Linked DNA regions of Gossypium raimondii: region 1 is linked to region 2. A link is a contact called in public Hi-C data. All regions are on one chromosome and are shown on one strand. The core of a region is the stretch at or near the end of the contact, and the rest is flanking DNA. Distances in the headings are between cores, read along the strand shown. Region 1 holds the start of LOC105764203. Region 2 holds the start of LOC105764192 (photosystem II repair protein PSB27-H1, chloroplastic).

What was found. Hi-C and Micro-C count contacts between places; a contact is called where the count stands out from the background.
Region 1: a Hi-C map of leaf shows a contact between it and region 2, with 2.9 times the contacts expected there. The contact joins the promoter of LOC105764203 here to the promoter of LOC105764192 in region 2. A contact is called at or near these places in 2 of 2 Hi-C or Micro-C datasets (both in leaf).

What each region holds. Positions count from the first base shown.
Region 1 is chr12:41,684,168-41,687,808 of ASM2569854v1, reverse strand. It overlaps LOC105764203, which reads left to right and starts at 1,984. Exons shown (of 10, transcript XM_012582709.2): 1 at 1,984-2,224; 2 at 3,311-3,413.
Region 2 is chr12:41,532,330-41,536,329 of ASM2569854v1, reverse strand. LOC105764192 (photosystem II repair protein PSB27-H1, chloroplastic) reads right to left here and starts at 1,784. Exons shown (of 1, transcript XM_012582703.2): 1 at 918-1,784. The coding sequence starts at 1,676. The coding sequence ends at 1,158.

The sequences.
Region 1 (3,641 bases), core at 735-3,234, 150 kb before region 2:
TTATGTGTGTGGAAGCCACATTAGAATACAAATTTGTGTTTCAAAATAACATATAATAAATAATTAAATGTATAGTTTGGAATTAATTAATAATACACATGATATATTTACGATATTAAAATAAAAAAATAAGTCGTAAGTAAAACAAAATTTAAACATAATGAATATAACATATTAAGAATACTAAATGAATACAAATATTTAACATGGTATTGTTATCAATCCTAAGTTGGTGTCAAGTTAATTTGTGATACCATCTTAAATACTAGTATAGATATACAATTGATGAATATAATAAAACTACATTGTAAAATTAAAATGTATAAATTATTTAAAATAAAGCTTTGGTAAGTGATAATTTAAAGTTTTATGCATCGGTATGGGTTCAAATCCTTATAAGTAAATTTTTAAAATAAAAGACTAAAATACTATCAAATAATATAATCTATTTTAAATATAAAAGCATATTTTTGTAATTTTCCTAACTAAGTTGGTGTCTAATTGACTCGTGACACAAATTCAGTCAAGAGTATAAATATACAATTGATAAATGTATTAAAGTGTACATAATCATATTAAAATGTATAAATAATTTAAAATAAATTTTGGTTGAGTCGTAAATTTATAGTTTTACATATTGGCGTGAGTTCAAATCTCACTATAAATTTTGTCATTTCTCTAATCATGTTGGTGTCGATTGACTCGTAATACCAACTTAATTAAAGGCTTAAAATATATAATAATATAGATTCGGAAAAATTATTAAAAAAATCTAAAAACATAAAAAGAATCTTAAAATGTCTAAAAATTCAATTTAATTTTGAAATTGTAAAAAAATGTTTTTAATTGTAATTATGTAAAATTTAATTAAAAATTCATAAAAATTCTAAAAATTCTAAAAATTATATAATAAACAAAACACGATATTGAAAAAACAAGTCCTTAGTTTTTGGTTGTTGTGGTCTGAATTTTTAAGGTTTGTGTAGGGTGTTGTTTTTGATGAATGATCCATTGTTGTGTTCTTTCATAGTAATGGATAAACACAAGCTGGGTTCTTTCTCATTTAAACTAAGGTTTTATTTTATTTTATAAAAGACAGTTTTCTTTTTCTTTCTGATTTGAGTTGTTTTGTTTTTTAAATTTCATTATTGGGTTTTGCTTTAATTTGCATTTTCTGTAGGTTTAGAGTTTTTGGTAGTTCAAATATCAAGATAGAAGTGAATATATAGTTAAAAAGTTTGGGTTTTTTTTTTTTTGGTTTGGTAGATGAGAAAATCAAGGAAAATCTGGGATGTTAAAGAATTCCTATGCATTGAACATTGGAGCTAAAATCCTTGCCATTGGACTTGGAACATGACAAAGTGGAGGAGACCTTTGTGTTGATGCCGTGAAAACAGCATTGTTGGATGAAATCAAAGTTAAGAAAGCTTTCAAAGGTTCTAAAAATTATATATTTTAGAATTTGCATGAAAATTTTAAATTTTTTATATAATTAAAATTTTAAAAATATTTTATAATTTCAATAAATAAATAATGAACTTTCAGAAAATTTTAAGATATTTTTATATTTTTAGAATTAAAATAAAACCTTTCTCGAATTATTGTTAAAATGTTATACAAGTACCAAATTGAATGATCAAATTAGATATTAACCGTTAAATTAATATGACACATCATTTACCCGATAAAATTTAAACGGCCACTAACGAACGAATGAGTAACCAAAAAGTTATAAGTCGATAATACCAAGGACTAAAATATAATTTTTCATAATTAAGTGGTTAAAAAAATGAGGTTGATATTTTTGTATTGTCACTATTATTTTTGAAGTGTTTTTTTCCCAAATAGAAAGTGAAGATAAAAAATTTTAAAGTGGAAATAGAGTTATGTTATAAAGTTAGGTAGGTAGCCAAAGTATAAAAATATGTAACACCCCATCCCTCCCGAGTGCTACGATGAAGGCAAGTGATCCGGGAACTTCGTGGCAGAGAGAGAGAGAGACAATAAACAACAATAACACTGCATCTATGATGTATCCAAATTCCTTCTCCCAAACATGTTGCCTTTCTTCATCTTCATCTTCATCTTCATCTTCTCTTTCTCTTTCTCTTCTTCCTCCTTTCTCTATCACTTCTTGCCCCACACTTTTGCCCACCTGGCAATCGGGCCCAATTTTCTTCACAGCACATGCATTAGCATTAGCTGGTAGACAAACCCTTTCCAGGTAAAATGTTTTTACTCTTTCTTTATTCCTTGTACCTGTGTTTTAATTTGTCATGCATTGCATGTCAATGTTTTCCTCACAAGAGACAATATGCTATTCCCTTTTATGACTTTTCTTCCTTTCCTTTCTTTCTTTTGCATTACAATTTAAAACTTTTATCTTCACTTTGTTCTTTTGGGATGCCATTAAACTTTCTTACATGCAAAAAGTGACCATTGATTGCGCTCTTATTTCTTAATGTTTCTTTTTATCTCAACCCCAAAATGTACTCTTCTTTTTCATTTTCTGGGTATCTTTGTGTTTGTGTCATCATTATATTCCTTGACCCGCTCTCTCTTTCAGAGAGATGGAATGATGAGAAGGGTTGAAAGGGATGGAGGCGCATGAGTTTACTGCAATCATTTGTTACCCATTTTCCCAATCCTTTTTGGATTTTTTCCCCATTTGCGTTAGGTTAAAAGGAATGTAAGGATCTAATATTTTATTTTTGGTTCTCTCATGAGATTAAGGAAGCGTCGACAATGCTTTCCTTCTTGCTCTTCTCTTCACAGAGTAATCCTCCCCCTAGCCCTCCATACCCCTTTTTTTCTGTCTCTGATTTTGATCACTGGTGCTATTACAAGTCTATTAATTAAATATAACTATTAGCTTAAGCTGTTCTTGTTATCAAGCTTAATTTGGGCTTGCCTCTTGGCAAATCTCATGAATTTGCAGTAACCTTTTTTTCAAATATATATATAAAGCTTCGTTGCTTGCAATCAACAAGGCTATGACTTTAGGAGTATCTATATTCATTGAGTTCCTGCTATTTATATTTAAAAAAATTTCTTCCATTTCTGCATTTAGTAGTTATGTCTCTTCTTCTGTTTTATGTCAGAATGAATGCATTGCATTATATGATGAATAGTTAAGAGCTTAATTATATGCATGGGAATCTACAATTCAACGTTTAGATTCCTATTGAACCGTCAACCTTATGAAACGAGTTAATGAATTTGCAGCCTATCATTCTCAGTCAGGACAATGCCACTTTTATTTCTATGCAACTAATCGGTATTGACTAGTTCGTCGAAAATTGAAATGTAGGTTGATGAGGATGAAGTTTACTGGAGACGAAAGAAGGGCGGTGAAGAGTTGGAATGGCCACACAATTCCACTCACCTACTATCACAGTTAGCTCAATGTTTTAGTGAGTAGATTTTCCTAATAAATTCTTTCAGCATTCCAATGTTTCGGCACTCCAAATTAGGACAGTCTTAATTGCCTAGCATGTTTGGTATGCAAGTGTATATTTGTTCAATTCCTACTTTACATTGACATACAATGCTTTCTGAAACCATCATCATTATGTAGCTTAATATGTAGCCAAATGGAGGGAAACATTTGTACAGCTTAACTAGTTAGAATTATCTAATCT
Region 2 (4,000 bases), core at 535-3,034:
AATGAAAGAGCAACGAAAGAACATAAAATGCCACAAGAAAGCAATAGCACGCCAAGTGTTTGAGTAAATGCTCTAAAAGTATTCTTATTACTCAAATAAAATACAAAGAATTGGATACAATGGATGATTACAAATGAGGGAGAAGACCTCTATTTACAGTTGAGCTCCCCTAAAGCTGACGGTACAAATTGAGTTACATCAACGGTTGAGATTAAAGCCTATTATCTACAATTGAGAGTCTTAAAAGATTGACTCAATCCTTTAAGATTACAAAATCGAATCTTATCAGATTACAGATCTTCTAAAATTAGTTTCTATATTTACCAAGGTAGCCCTAATTTTTCATAAGTGTTTCACTGGGTCACTAAGGTTTCAAGTAGACGGGTTTCTCTACATGTTCCACAAATCAAGCTAGTTCAAATGAGTCGAATAAACCTCATTTAATCGATTGACCTTCATGGGATGCTCTTTGCACAATTGTTATAGGCTATGATCCGGGGCCCGTGACACTAGAACTCAGCCCAGAAAATGGTTGACAAACCAGCCTAAGCCCTAAAATGGGCCTAATTGCTTGTGCATGCTAAGATCCATTCTTATGGATGAACACAAAAATGAGATTTTGGATTCTGGATTATGCTTTATTGATTGAGGAAGGATCATTGGGGACCTATAAAACCACTTCTTAAATCCCTACAAGCTTATGCTCTTGTGCCCTGCCTGTTTAATGTTTTTTTTGGGGTTGAAATTACCTGTTTAATGTTTTATTGTTTTCTAAAAATATGATTATAGCAATGCCTTTAAATTCAGGTTTGCCAGAAATTTTTAATTTGTTTTCGTATCTCTATTGTTACATGTTGACGGCAGAGGAAATTTGCCCTAATTACCTGGAATATACATGTCAGATACAATTCTTCAAATGTTAAAATTGATGGATATCCATAAACTGACAATATGGAAGACTGTCGATATACAATTCCTAGCAACATATATAAATATATATTGTACGTAATTTATAACCATGATATGGAAAAAAGATACCTTGTCCTAATTCACGAAACTCAATTTACAATCTCGAACTCCATAAATTAAATAAGTTAAAAATCTCCATGTTTAAGAAAACAAAAATCCGGCTTCATTTGGTGAGAGTAATAGTGATTCTATCTTCCTCGCGATAAAGCTTTCTCGGCAGTGTCCATTTCTTCAAGAATCCTAGCCTTTCGCTTTGCAGGGATTGGAGCAGTTGGTCCAAAGCTAATATAATGGCCGGAAATAGCATTCAATGCGGAGTACATATCACGGAAAGAAGCTCTACCCAGCAAAGCTTTCTCTCTTCTGTACTTAGCCACCCAAGAATTGGATGCCTCTCTAAGCTCAGCTACAGCAGAAGCAATGTTGGGATCATTCTTGTCCATATTGATGGTGCTTCTCACTTTGTTGATCACTTCTGCAGTCTCCTTCACGTACTCCTCATCCGAGGCAGCAAATGCTGACTGAACCCCTCCAAGAGCAAGACTTGCTGTGGTGGTGGCGGCAGCAGCAGCAGCAAGACACAAGAATTGACGCCGTAAGGGTTGCTGGTGCGGTGGCGGTGATGGCGGTCTTTGCGTGGCTCTGGCTTTGATGGGAAGAAGGGGTTTGAGCTTGGAAGTTGGGGTTATAAGTGTTGGGGAGGCCATGGTTTTTGGTTGGCAAGGGAACTTGTGTTGGTAGCTTGAGAAATGAAAACAGGAGAGCTTTGGGTTTGTGCTACGTGGGGGCTTATCACCTTATCCAATTTTGGATGCGAATGGACCCAATGATATCTTAGATATATTTCTAAGAACCTCCAAGTGGCAATACATTTGAGGCTTAATTTCATCAATGTGCCCAAGTCTTAGACTTGATTTATATTCAACATAGTCAATATCGATGTACACAGAGTGCTGCTATATATTAATATCAATATCTTTTTAATGAATTTCATAGATATAACTTATTTTTAAACAAATTCAAAATAAACAAGTAAAATATTTCATACATTAAACAATGCTTTCATTTTCAATTAAGGTTTAGTTTAGCATTACTTTTTAAATTTTTTATTTTTTCCTTCTTTTTATGGTCCCAAAATATTTTTGAAAAACTTGAAAACATCTTATTCAGCGATGTTTTTATTTCAAAAGTATTTTTTCTCTCAAAAGTGTTTAACAATACTAAACCAACCCTAAGTATATAATAATCCAGCATTCAACTATTCAAAAATAAATAAAATTTTGTAATGGTCAGTAGGAGCAAAATTACAAAATGAAATTTACTTACACCTAAATTTTATTATTCTAGTTTATTATCGAACGAAATCGCAACCTTGTTTATAACCCAAATGATATAGGTGTTCATAATTGGGTTTTAACCAAATTAATTGATCGAACTAAATTATTTCAATTAATCAACCAACGAATCTAACTCAATCGGATATCGGTTAAGGACTTTTTAAAATTTTAATTAATGGTTAATTCGATTTAAAACCGGATAATTAACCGATCAACCAAAATTATTAAAAATAAAATATTTTAGGCCCAATATATTAGATAAATCCAATATTTTATGTAAGCCCAAATTAAAGAATACAAATTATTATATTGGGCTTAAAATCATATTTTTAAATTAAAAAATTAAAGAAAGTAGCCCTAATATTTTGTCCTCCCATTGTCAAACTCAAAACAAAGTTCGGGTGGGCACCGCTTAACACTAAACCATCTTCTATTCTTCTGGACTTCTTCCATTTTTTTTTTCATTTCATCGCTCAAGTTTCAAATTTTCTTGTTTTCAATACAATGTTTGTTATGATGATTTTAAATTAGTATTGTTTTTGTTTTCTTTTTTGAATTAACAGCAAAGAAAAATAACATTGCAACGGTATTTTTTTCATGCTTCAAATTTATTTGAACAAAAATTTCGGTTAATTTAGTTAACCGCTTGAATAACCGTTCTAACTCCGCATTTTTCTACATGGTTTGGAAACCTAATTTTATTCTCTAAAATCATTTCAAAGTTTAAGTGGGCTTTAAATAAATCCTCCATCATCATCATATCATTGTTATGACGATGATGAACTGTTAGACTTGGCAGTGGTACAGAATAACCCATGGGCCATGGCCCTTTTCCATGATTTTAAAACCGGCATTAATTCCTTGAGACTAGCTTTCTGAACTTTGAAGTCTCCCATTTTCCATTATCAAAGTCTGGTTTCCAAGCCACAAATAAGTTTCCAACATTTATTTATCGATTAAAAGTTTTATATAAAAAATAGTTAGAAAATTTTTAATATATGTCAAATTTGACATGTATAATCTATATGAATAGAATATAAAATTTGACAGTTAGATTATTAAAATATTAATCATACAAAATTATAGGAAAATGTGTAAAACAACTTTAGTTTTACAGTAGGATAAATGTAAGTGTCACGGGTCACGGATCAAAGCTCAAGACGAATGCATACAAACCATTACATGGAAGTCAATTAATTAAATGAAGCTCATTTAACTCACATGGACTAGTCCGATTTGTGGAACACATAGAGAAGTCCATTTACTTGAAACATTGGTGGCCCAGTGAAACAGTTCAGTAAAACTAGAGTTATCATGGTGAATATTGTAAATTCTAAAGGATAAGATTATATAGTGTTTAAATCATTTAGGACTCCCATCTTGTAAATAAGCTTTAATCTTGACTGCCAATGTAGTTTAGATTGTACCGTCGGATTTGAGAGAGCTCAATTATAAATGTAAACATTTCCCTTCATTTGTAATCATTCAATTGTATTTCTTCAAAGTAATATAACACTTTTAAGAGCATTTACTCAAATAATTGATGTGCTTAACTTTCTTATGGCTTTTTCGCTTTTGAGAGTTTGCTTTCGCTTTATTTTGACGTCTTTGAGAATTCTCACCTCCTAAGAGTCAGACTGACTTATACAAATTTGAAACAAAGAAATCACCTAAGACGGCGCAGTTTGCCAAAC